2 separate regions of the Sus scrofa genome follow, and region 2 is linked to region 1. The links are chromatin contacts, called in public HiChIP or PLAC-seq maps. All regions are on one chromosome and are shown on one strand. Each heading gives the region's core, a stretch centred on a gene start, on an enhancer-like site or on the middle of the called end of the contact. The rest is flanking DNA. Distances are from core to core; before and after follow the strand shown.

Region 1 (6,578 bases), core at 2,771-5,270:
TTATTTTTTATTTTTTGTCTTTTCTAGGGCTGCTCCTGCGGCATATGGAGGTTCCCAGGCTAGGGGTCTCACTGAAGCTATAGCCACCGGCCTACGCCAGAGCCACAGCAATTCGGGATCTGAACCGCGTCTGCAATCCACACCACAGCTCACGGCAACGCTGGATCCTTAACCCACTGAGCAAGGGCAGCGATCGAACCTGCAACCTTGTTCCTAGTTGGATTCGTTAACCACTGCGACACGACAGGAACTCCTAAAATTAAGTTTTTAATTAAAATTTAAAAAAATAGGCTGCACCTGCAGCATATGGAGGTTCCCAGGCTAGGTGTCGAAATGCAGCTGCTGACCTATACCACAGCAATACCACTTCTGAGCCAGTCTGCAACCTATGCTGCAGCTCACAGCAATGCTGAATCCTTAACCCACTGAGCAAGGTCAGGGATCGAACTTGCATCCTCATGGATACTAGTCAGGGTCTTAACCTGCTGAGCCACAACGGGCAGGGGTTTTTTTTACCTCCACCCTCCAGATCCCTTTCCCCACCCCAGGGAAATGTAGCCATGGGGGCCATTTTGACCAGAGCAGCTCCCAGCCGCCACGGGGAGGCATCAACAAGGATAGCACATCCCCAGGCTTCTCCCCCCACCACATGCTGCACCTCCAGGCTGCAAAACTGGCCCTTCTGGCCTCCATCCAGGCCTTCAGCCTCCTACGAAACCGCCTGGGAGACAGGGGTTTCTCCAGGTGAGTGGTCCCCTGGAGACGGGTTCTTTTATAGGCAGGTGCCCCAGAGCTGAGAAACCAGGGGATGGGGACAGTGTACAGACCCTTCACTGTATCCCTGGCCTGCTTCCAGGCTGCTGGACATCACCCCAGCCTCCAGCCTGAGCTTCGTCCTGGATACCACAGGCAGTATGGGTGAGGAGATCAACGCTGCCAAAATCCAGGCTCGCCACATAGTGGAGCAGCGGCGGGGCAGCCCCATGGAGCCCTCCCACTATGTCCTGGTGCCTTTCCACGACCCAGGTAACTGTGTTCTGGCCGGGATAGTGCAGGGAAGTCCAGGGCAGGGGTAAATGCCACTGGTAGGGAAGCGAGCCTCATGGCTTCCCTTCCATAATAAAATGGAGGCCCTTCTGTGGTCCTGAGAGGAGCTTTACAGGTACCTATGTGCCTGTAGGAAATAATCAGCCACTTCTTCCACTGTTTCCTAAATGACAGCATTTTCCATATTAATAATGATGATATGTGCTTAGGCAGGTGGCCTCTGCTTTCTTAGGCTTCTATTCTAATAAGTCATTTTCAGTTCTCTCCATTTCCTATAGAGTTGGGATGAAGACAGAGGGGAGGGTGGGTCCAGGCCTCTGTGAAAATGTCCAGGACAGTTAGTTCATCACATTCCTTTCCCCACTGAATTAGAAATCAGACCCCAAGTCTTACTGTGTGTCCTTAGGCTGATGGTTTAACTTCTCTTTCCTCATTTCGTCATCCATAAAATGGGTCAGTACTTGCCTTTTCCTGTCTATCTTCCGGGGTTGAAATGATCACCAAAAAAAATGTGGACTGAGAATTGCCCAAGAGCAGACTTTGAGTCTGATCTGCCTGTGTGTGTGTGTGTGTGTGTGTGTGTGTGTATGTATATGTATACACATGTGTGTATATATATATATGTGCATATATGAACGTGTGTGTGTATGTGTGTATTTGTCTTTTTAGGGCCACACCCTCAGAATATAGAAGTTCCCAAGCTCGGGGTCAAATAAGAATTATAGCTGCTGGCCTACACCATAGCCACAGCAATGCCCAATCCAAGCCATGTCTGTGACCTACACTACAGCTCACGGCAAACCTGGATCCTTAACCCACTGAGTGAGGCCAGGGATGGAACCTGTGTCCTCATGGATCCTAGTATGATTTGTTTCCACTGAGCCACGATGGGAACTGGAAATGCCAATGTTTTATGTTTTTGGTTTTTTGTTTTCAATTGCAGTGTAGTTGATTTACAATGTTTCAGATGTACAGCAAAGTGATTCCCTTATATATATGTGTGTATATATATGTACACACATATATAAATTCTTTAGATTCTTTTTGTTTTGGTTTTTACAAGATATTGAGTATAGTTCCCTGTGCTATACAGTAGGTCCATGTTGTGTATCTGTTTTATATGTACTACTGTGTATCTGTCAATCCCAGTCTCCTAATTTATCCCTCCCTGCCCCTTTCCTCTTTGGCAACTCCAACTTTTTTTTCCTCTGTTGGTGAGTCTATTTCTGTCCTATAAATAAGCTCATTTGTATTATTTTTTAATATTTATTTGGCCATGCCCATGGCATGTGGAAGTTCCCAGGCCAAGGATCAAACCCCCACCATGGCAGCAACCCAAACTGATGCAGTGACAATACCACATCCTCAACTCCTGCACCACAAGTGAACTCCCCTAGTTGGTTTTTGTTTTTGTTTTTTGTCTTTTTAGGGCCACACCCGTGACGTATGGAGGTTCCCAGGCTAGAGGGTCAAATCGGAGCTGCAGCTGCCGGCCTACACCACAGGAACAGCAATGTGGGATCCAAGCCGCATCTTCGATCTACATCGCAACTCATGGCAACGCTGGATCCTTAACCCACTGAGCCAGGCCAGGGATCAAACCGGTATTCTCATGGATCCTAGTCAGGTTCATTAACCACTGAGCCACAACAGGAACTCCTCCCCTAGTTGTTTTTGATGCTTATGCATATACCCAAAAAAGCGAACTCAGGGCCATAGAAGTACCACCAGCTTGTGAGGAAGTGATGTCCGCTTCCCCCCAGAGGTACCTGGTCCCTGCCTTGTCTTGCCCTGTCCATATAAACATAAGGGAGTATTGTTATCTCAACACTTGAACACCTGAGGAACACAGCGGGCCTCTTGACAACGGGGGAGTTGGCCCTCGGTGGGAGTGGGGAGAGCCTTGTCCTCACTCATCTCACCCTCCTTTCTTCTTCCTCAGGCTTTGGCCCTGTGTTTATCACCAGTGACCCTGACAGCTTCTGGCAACAACTCAATGAGATACACGCCTTGGGAGGTGGAGACGAGCCCGAGATGTGCTTGTCAGCCCTGGAGGTCTGCCCTCTTCCCCCTTCCCTTCTTCTCCTCCCCTTTCCAGGACCCACAAGCAAGGGAACTAGAGCTTCCCTGGGACACCCCCTGCCCCCTGGCCCCCGGCCCATTTCAGAGCCTAGTGCCACTGGCTTCACTCCAGATTCCAGGGCTATATTGTCTTCTACTCTGCCCTCCCTGGCTTTACCCATTTCTCTGCTGCTGCTTTTTTTTTTTTTTTTTTTTTTCTTACCTATGGCAGGTAGAAGTTCCAGGGCCAGGGTTTGAATCCACATCACAGCAGCAACCTAAGCCACTGACAAAGCCTGATCCTTAACCCACTGCACCACAAGAGAACTCTGTGCCGTCATTTTTTTCTTTTCTTTTTTGTCTTTTTAGGGCTGCACCACACCATATGGAAGTTCCCAGGCTAGGGGTTGCATCAGAGCTGTAGCCGCCGGCCTACACCACAGCCACAGCAATATCAGATCTGAGCCACATCTGTGACCTACACCACAGCTCGCGGCAACTTCAGATCCTCAACCCACTGAGCAAGGCCAGGAATTAAACCTGCGTCCTCATGGATACCGGTCAGATCTGTGCCTGCTGAACCGTGATAAGAACTCCCCTTGCCATTTTTTAAAACCAGTCTTTTCCTCCCTGACAGCTGGCCCTGCTCCACACACCTCCGCTCTCAGACATCTTCGTCTTCACTGACGCCTCCCCCAAGGATGCCTATCTCACCAATCGGGTGGAATCCCTGACTCGGGAGCGGCGTTGCAGAGTAAGCAGAGCTGGTGGGAGACTCAGTGTTAGCCACCCAGGGATGCGAGAAACACTGGGACAACCAACACTCTCACAACAAGTGTCACACCCACAGTGTGGTGGTTAAACCAGCCTTGGTTTGGCGGGAAGAAGTGGACCATGAGCAAACCACTTCCGGATCCCTTTAACAATGCTAAAGAGTGGGAGGCCCCACCCTTAATGACGCTGAGTTCATATTTGAACCTACCGCACTAAACCATTTGAAGAACTGGAGATCTGGTTGCCAACAGTCCCCTATGTGGATGACCTATGGTGACAGTTATGGGGGTGGCAATGTCTTCACTGAAGGCTGGGGGTTGTGCCACTGGGAGACCCTGCTGTAGCAGCCAGAGGGTAGACAGAATTTCTCACCAATCTTTAGCTCTGTAGAAAGCTTGAGCACAGGAGGTCCTCGTTTACAGCGGTAGATGGCGCTGTCAACCTCAACTCCTGGCCTCTCTTCTGGGCACAGGTCACATTCCTGGTGACTGAAGATCCATCTCGGGTTCGGGGCCGAGCTCGGCGTGAGGTCTTGTCCCCTCTGCGTTTTGAGCCATATGAAGCGGTGGCCCTGGCCTCGGGTGGAGAAGTGATCTTCACCAAAGACCAGTACATTCAGGATGTGGCAGCCATTGTTGGGGACAGCATAGCTGACCTGGTAAGTGTGGGGCCAGAGGGACCACTGCGCTCAACTCAGAACTAAAGGGAGGTGTGACACCGCATTTCTTTGCCAGGATGCCATTCTAGGCTAAAGGGTGGGAAAGGAAGTTTCTCTCCCTCTGAGATCCAAGGCTACCCACCTTCTACGCTGCTCCTTCCATGTCAATACTACCCTCTCCCCAGCTTTGGCCTCCAGTGTTCTGTCCTCATGGCTACCCCAGGAAGTTCTGCCATCTTTTAAGGGGGGAAAGACGTAGTTGCCTCGTCCCAACAACTCCCTGGCCTCCAACTTTGTCACTGACTGTAGTTTCATCCTTGGTCTTTCCTCTCACCGGGTTCCCTTCTCCACGTGTTACTTAGTTTTTTCTGTCCGTGCCTTTTCTTCCTACCTCATTTCATGCCTTGTCATCTCCCACATTTTTTTGCTCCTGCCCCTCAAGGTGACCCTTCCCCTGGAGCCTCCTATTGTGGTGCCTGAGAGGCCACTGGTGTTCAATGTGGATGGGCTGCTCCAGAGGGTCACAGTCCGGATCCACGGCGAGGTCAGCAGCTTCTGGATCAGAAACCCTGCAGGTAGCTCCATGCGTGTCTCAAGGCAGAGGAAAAATGGAGACTGGAGAATGAGGGGTAGTGGAATTCTCATGTGACAATCTCTTGTCCCCAACACCCACCCAGGAGTCTCCCAGGGTCAGGACGAAGGTGAGGGGCCTCTAGGTCACACTCGCCACTTTGGGCAGTTCTGGATAGTGACCATGAATGACCCTCTGCAGACAGGAACCTGGGAGATCCAGGTCACAGCCAACGGCACCCCTCGTGTAAGAGTGCAAGGTAAGGGAGTTCCCGTTGTGGCTCAGCAGTAACGAACCCGACTAGTATCCATGAAGATGTGAGTTTGATCCCTGGCCTCACTCAGTGAGTTAGGGGTCCGGTTTTGGCTGTGGCTGTAGTGTCGGGGTGGCTGCTGCTCCTGATCCGACCTCTAGCCTGGGAACTTACATATGCAGCCATCAAAAGGAAAAACCCAGTAGTGAAAGGTAAGGAGGGAGGGAGCTCTTCATAGGAAAGGAGGAGGAGACTGCAGAGCCCGAGAGCAATTCAGTCACATTCCTCTTGGGAGTATCTCTGACTGCTTTGACGCCCCGCAGCCCAGACCTCCCTGGACTTCCTCTTCCACTTCGGGATCCCCGTGGAGGATGGACCCCACCCTGGCCTCTACCCCCTGACTCAACCGGTTACAGGTACATCTATCCCCACCCCTATCTTTTTTTTTTTTTTTCTTTTTCTTTTTCTCTTTTCTAGGGCCGCTCCTGCAGCATATGGATGTTCCCAGGCTAGGGGTCGAATCGGAGCTGTAGCCACCAGCTTACACCACAGCCACAGCAACTCGGGATCTGAGCCGCGTCTGTAACCTACACCACAGCTCATGGCAATGCTGGATCCTTAACCCACTGAGCAAGGCCAGGGATGGAACCCACAACCTCATGGTTCCTAGTCAGATTCGTTAACCACTGAGCCACGATTGGAACTCCCTCCCCACCCCTATCTTGTTCATTATGTATGTACTTTTTATTGAGTTATAACAAGTATTTAAGAAGGTGCACTAAACTCTATATAACACACTCATGTAACCGTCACTCAGTTCGGCTATATCGGCTATAGAGTATTTCTAGGCTCCCAGAACTCCCTCCTCGCCCTCCCCATCGCCACCCCTAAAGGTAACCCCTTTTCCCCATCCATGGTCCCCAGAGCTAAGCCCTGCTCAAAGCTGTTCATTCTTTTCTTCCTGTCTCCAAATCTCAGGCAGATCCCTGTTCCCTCTTCCGCTTCCCTGTCCCAGGTCTCCAGACCCAGCTGCTGGTAGAAGTGACAGGGCTTGGTTCGAGAGGAAACCCTGGAGATCCTCTCCCGCGTTTCTCCCACGTCGTCCTTCGAGGGGTCCTGCAGGGTGAGGAGCTGGGTCGGGTGCCTTTGGAGCCGATGGGACCCCAGGAACGAGGTCTCCTCACTGCTTCGCTACCACCCACGCTCCTGGCCAC
Region 2 (6,578 bases), core at 2,129-4,628, 80 kb before region 1:
CCTTATCACAGAGAACAAAATTAACAATTCCTTAGTATCATCTGATACTCAGTCTGTTCACGTTTACTGGAAAGTGTTTTGGCTGGAGGTTGCAGAGGCTGCCGTGGGAGGGGATTGCTGACTGAGTGGAAGGGATAGGGTTAGGGTGAGGGTTAGGGCTAGGCATTAGTCACACTGCCTTCACACCATTAAGGCTTGGCCCACGTGGCCTGGGAGCGCTTGTGCCCATCCAGAGGCTGGAGACTGGAGGAAGCTAATTATATTCACACAGTAGGCAGCTGAACCCTGTTTGAACCCGGAGATGGATCTCCTGGCAGGAACAGGCTTCCCCAGTTCTGAGGAGGCTGTTCCTTCCTTCTGCTCTGGGAGGGGCGGGAACTGGTTGAGAATGAGCCTCCTCTGTCCTCTTCCCCAGAACCAGCCAGTGAACTCCACCTGCCCAGGGCTGATGTGCGTCTTCCAGGGCTACTTGTCCACAGGCCTGGTACAACGTTCTCTCTTCAACTTGCAAATCTACGGGGTCCTGGGGCTATTCTGGACCATCAACTGGGTCCTGGCCCTGGGCCAGTGTGTCCTGGCTGGGGCCTTCGCCTCCTTCTACTGGGCCTTCCACAAGCCCCGGGACATTCCTACCTTTCCCCTGAGCTCTGCCTTCATCCGCACACTCCGGTAAGCCCGGGGCAGGGGGCTGAGAATTGTGAACCTAGGAGTCCCAGGGGTCCTGGGCTGCCTCTGATTGCCTAAGCCCTGTGCAGGTATCACACTGGGTCGCTAGCCTTCGGAGCCCTCATCCTGACCCTGGTGCAGATAGCACGGGCCATCCTGGAGTACATTGACCACAAACTGAGAGGTGAGCCGAGGTGGGTGGCTGGGCAAGGCTAGGCGGATCAGCTGGATCCTTGGGGAGGGGCTGTCAGGGGCCAGGGACCAAACGTGAGCCCTCCTGACCTCCAGGAGCCCAGAACCCGGTGGCCCGCTGTATCATGTGCTGCTTCAAGTGCTGCCTCTGGTGTTTGGAAAAGTTTATCAAGTTCCTGAACCGTAATGCATACATCATGGTGAGCCCCTGCACATGCGCACCCTCTTGCTCTGGGGCCTTTGACCCGGGCCTCCCGTTCTCCCAGGTAACCTCACCACAGGTAACTCTGGACTTTCCACCTCACTCAGATTGCCATCTATGGGAAGAATTTCTGTGTCTCAGCCAAAAACGCCTTCATGCTGCTCATGCGGAACATTGTCAGGTCAGGCTGTCACCACCCCACCCCAACCCTGGTGATCTCCCCGCAAGGCCAGCTTCCTGGGCATGCTGTGCTCAGAAGGGCCTTGAGCTTGGTTTAACCTCTGCTTCCTCCATCTTGAAATGTGAGCGATTTTCATTTTGCAGCTGTCACGGCAAATCACATAGCCAATTCTCTTCCCAGCCCTGCCAGGCCTCTCACCCCCAACCTACCCCATCTCCCTATACAGGGTGGTCGTCCTGGACAAGGTCACAGACCTGCTGCTGTTCTTTGGGAAATTGCTGGTGGTTGGAGGTGTCGGTAAGGACCAAGACACGAGTTACAAGGACAGAACACTGGTGGCCAGGCAGTTTAAGAGGTGACCTTAGAGGAGTGACATTGACCTCCAGATCTCTCCCCTAGGGGTCCTGTCCTTCTTTTTTTTCACCGGTCGCATCCAGGGACTGGGTAAAGACTTTGAGAGTCCCCAGCTCAACTATTACTGGCTGCCCATCATGGTGAGTGACCTTCGCCCCTCTGCCTCACCCTCCACCTCTCCAGAGGAACCCTAAACGGGCTTTGTGTCTTCCAGACCTCCATCATGGGAGCCTACGTCATCGCCAGTGGCTTCTTCAGCGTTTTCGGCATGTGTGTGGATACTCTCTTCCTCTGTTTCTGTGAGTAACACCCCCCACCTCTCCCCAACTTAAAGGTACCAGATCATTCAGGCTTTTTCAGAGACTTGGTGCTTCTCGAAATAGCAATTTCATGAGTTATAGAAGCCAGAGCCTGAGGGAGCCTCTACTAACATCCTCAGGCCAGGTATTTGGGAAGCAGTATGGGAGTGAGCCCCTAGTCTCCTGCGCTCTCCCAAGAAGGAGCATTCCAGGGGAGAGGCCTCTGGCATCTTCCTGCAGAAAATCTAGGGAAGAGAGTTCCTGCTGTGGTACAGCAAGCTAAGGATCTGGTGCTGTCTCTGCGGCAGGGCAGGTTCCATCCCTGGCCCTGTACATTGGGTTAAAGATCCGGCATTGCGAAGCTGTGCCCTAAGCCCTTCTGTATACCACGAATGCGGGGTGGCGGGGGCGGGGGGGGGGAGGAAGAAAGAAAGAAGAAAGAGAGAAAGAAAGAGAGAGAGAGAATGAAAGAAAGAAAGAGAAAGAGAGAGAAAGAAGAGAGAAAGAAAGAAAGGAAAGAAAGAAAGAGAGAGAGAGAGAGAGAGAGAGAGAGAGAGAGAGAGAGAGAGAGAGAGAGAGAGAAAGAAAGATAGATCTAGGGATGAAGTTAGCCACAGCAGACTCCCCAGCAGGTGGCTGTAGAGAGTGAGGATTTTCTCACCCTACTGTATGCATTCATTTGGGATATCTTAAGTACCAGGCTCTCCGCTAAGAAACTGACATGTATCATGTATTTTTTTCCGTTAATCCCTTTCATTCTATGAAACATAGTATTATCGACTCCACTCTACAGATGACCTATTTACATAACCTATTTAGCAGTTTACAAAAATTGCCCCAAAAAACAGCTGGTGGGAATGCAGCCAGGAAACCAGGCAGCTGTCTCTTGGTCCTTGATTTCCACCCCCGGGAATGGGGTTAGCCCCCAACGTTCCGTTCTTATGGGTCTATGTCGCGCCTCAGTGGAAGACCTGGAGAGGAACGACGGCTCCCTGGACCGGCCCTACTACATGTCCAAAGCCCTTCTGAAGATTCTGGGCAAGAAGAACGAGGTGCCCTCGGGAGACAAGAAGAGGAAGAAGTGAGAGACGTAGCCCTGATCCAAAACAGCACCCCGCCTGTACAGCCTCCCAGCCTCATTCCCGCCTTCCAGATGTCGATTTTGTAGTAAAAAGATTAAAAGATTGATATTGTGTTTTCTCAAAAACTCTGGGACTTTTATTTCCTCCAAGACCACACGCTGCCCTCCCCCGCCCACCTGGCTCTTTAAAAGGGGCCCTGCCCCTGTGACGCCCCTACACCCCCACCAGTATCACGGCCAATCAAAAGGCATCTGTGGAGTTATGCCCGCCCCCTTCTTCAATCAAACCAATAGTCTTCCCGTTCGGGTCACGCGCTCCGGGACTTCAAAGAAGGCCCATTGGACAACGTAGAGAGGAGGTGCTGAAGGGTCACGTGAGGAGTTACGCGAGGGCCAATTAAAGTCGCGGTAGCTCGGCTGGGGGCCCTGACTTGCTGTGGATTTGAGGGTGACATCTGAGCATTTAAAGGGCTGGGGTCAACTGAGCGACTCAAGCCCGCGTCTAATCGTGGAGCCAGGGTCGCGGCCGCCGCGGGGGAGAGATGACTGCGGAGCGACCCGGCGCAGTGCCCCTGGGCAGACCCGGGAGACCGCCTATGCTGGGATTAGGGGAAGCCTATAGGGCCCAGGTATTTGCCTCGATCTTCCTGCTGCTGTTGTCTCCGGCAGGAGTCGGAGCCAGGGCAAAGAACGACTTCAGTCTGGTGAGTTAACCCTCGCATGGCCCCATCCCCAACCACGCAGGCGGTCGGTCTGTGTCAGGTTGTACGCCCGGGACGCAGGCTGCTAAGCCCCCTCTCCTTTCCCAATCCCTGCCCCTCTCTGGGTTCCTCGTCCTCTTTCCTTCTGAGGCTCCTCATTCGAGCTCCTTCCCCTTTTGAGGTTTCCCTATCCCAGAGGGCTTCTTCTCCCCTCGTAGTCCCTTACGCTGCCTAGAGACTCCAGCTTCGCTACAAACTCTCCTCAGGGTTCCCCTTCCTTGTTCTGGGAAACCTGCTCCCACTTGGGGTCCCTACCACCCTACCTTTCCCAGGGGAACCTGCGTCTGAGTTGCTATTCATTCACCCTAAAGCCCAAGTCACATTTGTTCAGTTCACCGGAACTCCTCCCTTCACAGGTGCACCCGCTGGTGACCATGGAGCAACTGCTGTGGGTGAGCGGAAAACAGATCGGTTCTGTGGACACCTTCCGCATCCCACTCATCACCACCACTCCTCGAGGCACCCTCCTTGCCTTCGCTGAGGCCAGGAAAATGTCAGCATCGGATAAAGGCGCTAAATTCATTGCTCTGCGGAGATCCATGGACCAGGGTAAAACTATGCCTGGGAGTTCCCACCACCGCTTAGCAGTAATGAACCCGACTAGTAACCATGAGGATGTGGGTTCAGTCCCTGGCCTTGCTCAGTGGGTTCAAGGATCTGACGGTGCTGTGATCTGTGGTGTTGGTTGCAAACCTGGCTTGGATCCCTCATTGCTGTGGCAAAGGCCGGTGGGTGCAGCTCCAATTTGACACCTAGCCTGGCAACTTCCATATGCCGCACGCAGGGGCAGCCCTAAAAAAAAAAAAAAAAGCCTGTGTGGCAAGATGTTGAATGGGTGGGGAGCCTGATTTTCCGTAGAGCCCTGGAGCTGCTGGGTCCCTGAAGACTAGAGGCAACCTAAGAAGGGAAGGTGTCCAGGGCAGTAATGCAGACATTGGGATCTCCAAGGAGTTGAACATTCATCCAAATGTTTATTGAGCACTTACTATATACCTGGCAGTGTTCTAAGTTCTGTGACTACAGTTATGAACAAAACAGAGCAAAAATCCTCGCCTTTGCAGGGCTTATATTCTATTGGGAGGAGGCAGACAATAAGCATAATAAGTAATATATTTGTGTTGGAAGGTGATTAAGTGTAATGGAGAAAAATAAAAATAAAACAGGGCAAGAGGTATGGAGAGGGTCAAGAGTTTGACTGCAATTTTCAAAAAAGGACATTTGAGCAAAGACTTAAAGGAGGTAAATGAGCCTGAGGAAAAAATGCCCCAGGCAGGTGTAACAAGATAAGGCAAAGGAAAGTATTTGAGAAATGGGAAGGAGTTTGTGCGGCTGGAGGAAGTGAGCAAGGGTAGAACAGATACAGTCAGAGAGAGAAGGAGGGTCAGGACTCGTAGGCCCTCTGGACCATCATGAGACCTTGGATCCCTAGCAGGGGGTGGAAATTTCAGGGAGTAGTGGAAAGAGCCCCTCCAGCTTGTTCACCCTGCGTTTCTTCCCTTTTTCCTTTAGGCAGCACATGGTCTCCGACAGCTTTCATTGTGGATGATGGGGAGACCCCAGATGGTCTGAACTTGGGGGCAGTGGTGAGCGATACAACGACAGGCGTGGTCTTCCTTTTCTACTCCCTCTGTGCTCACAAGGCTGGCTGCCGGGTGGCCTCCACCATGTTGGTGTGGAGCAAGGATGATGGTATTTCCTGGAGCTCGCCCCGAAACCTGTCCTTGGATATAGGCACTGAGATGTTTGCCCCCGGACCTGGATCTGGCATTCAGGTGTCTGTCCTGAGTGGGTGGAGGGAGCTGCCTTGTAGAGAGTCTGCCCCACAAGGGACTCCTTTGCAAAGAGAAGGGCCTGTGAGGTCAGCTTTTCTGTCTTAGGTGGGATTCCTTGGAAGAAAGGGACATCCTGGGAGGAACACCCTTCCAAAGGAAAGTGGAAATTTTTTTTTTTTTTTTTTTTTTGTCCTTTTGCCATTTCTTTGGACCGATCCCGCGGCATATGGAGGTTCCCAGGCTAGGGGTCCAATCCGAACTGTAGACACTGGCCTACGCCAGAGCCACAGCAACGCGGGATCCGAGCTACATCTGCAACCTATACCACAGCTCATGGCAACGCCGGATTGTTAACCCACTGAGCAAGGGCAGGGACCGAACCCACAACCTCATGGTTCCCAGTCGGATTCGTTAACCACTGCGCCATAATGGGAACTCCCAGAAGGTGGGATTTTGCCATTGGCTTCCTATTTGGGGATTGTCAATCCATATGAAGATTAAGGGGAAAAAATATTATAAAATCCTGTGCAGATTTAAAAAAAGCCTTCCTTCCTTTGGGCAGACACAAGCCTGTGCCATGGTCTACAGCTTGGTCCAGGAGCAATGGTTGGGTTGAGGTGGGCCCCTGTGCACAACTCGTCCAGAGTACACGCTGGATCCTGAAGGAGTACATTCTGCAAAAGAGCTGCTTCTGCTGCTTCTCTTCCTCCTCCTCCTCCTTCTTTTTTTTTTTGTTTTGTTTTGTTTTGTTTTATTACTCAATGAATTTATTACATTTATAGTTGTACAATGATCATCACAATCCAATTTTATAGGGTTTCCATCCCACACCCCCAGCGCATCCCCCACCCCCCAACCTCCTCCTTTTTAATTTTATGGCTGCACCTGTAGCATACAGAAGTTCCTGGACCAGGGATGGAATCCATGCCACACCTATGACCTACGACAGGTCCTTAGCCCACTGCACCACAGTGGAAACTGCCCAAAGTTCCCAGGCTAGGGGTCAAAATCGGAGCTACAGCTGCTGGTGTACACCACAGCCACAGCAATGCAGGATCTGAGTTGCATCT

Evidence for each region. HiChIP or PLAC-seq counts read pairs in DNA pulled down with a chosen protein or histone mark.
Region 2: an H3K27ac HiChIP or PLAC-seq map of alveolar macrophages shows a contact between it and region 1. The contact joins the promoter of NEU1 here to the enhancer-like site in region 1. A contact is called at or near these places in 9 of 47 Hi-C or Micro-C datasets (adipose tissue, embryonic fibroblasts, epiblast stem cells and 3 more) and 1 of 2 datasets of contacts at active chromatin or transcription factors (alveolar macrophages).

What each region holds. Positions count from the first base shown.
Region 1 is chr7:23,876,338-23,882,915 of Sscrofa11.1, reverse strand. It overlaps VWA7 (von Willebrand factor A domain containing 7), which reads left to right. Exons shown (of 17, transcript NM_001195327.1): 6 at 633-744; 7 at 857-1,026; 8 at 2,990-3,102; 9 at 3,746-3,862; 10 at 4,355-4,540; 11 at 4,983-5,115; 12 at 5,218-5,370; 13 at 5,688-5,780; 14 at 6,380-6,578. Among named protein-coding and RNA genes, the nearest start is that of VWA7, 5.9 kb to the left of the region's middle. Within about 2 kb of position 4,020, at least 4 of the 83 cell types and tissues checked have an H3K27ac peak or open chromatin away from gene starts, as enhancers often do. A contact at or near this core is called in alveolar macrophages and retroperitoneal adipose tissue, where this site is marked.
Region 2 is chr7:23,955,459-23,962,036 of Sscrofa11.1, reverse strand. It overlaps NEU1 (neuraminidase 1), which reads left to right and starts at 3,378. Exons shown (of 6, transcript NM_001101822.1): 1 at 3,378-3,679; 2 at 4,093-4,285; 3 at 5,246-5,508. The coding sequence starts at 3,518. It overlaps SLC44A4 (solute carrier family 44 member 4), which reads left to right. Exons shown (of 21, transcript NM_001101818.1): 14 at 416-669; 15 at 756-850; 16 at 955-1,058; 17 at 1,168-1,241; 18 at 1,468-1,538; 19 at 1,641-1,735; 20 at 1,810-1,894; 21 at 2,858-3,102. The coding sequence ends at 2,979.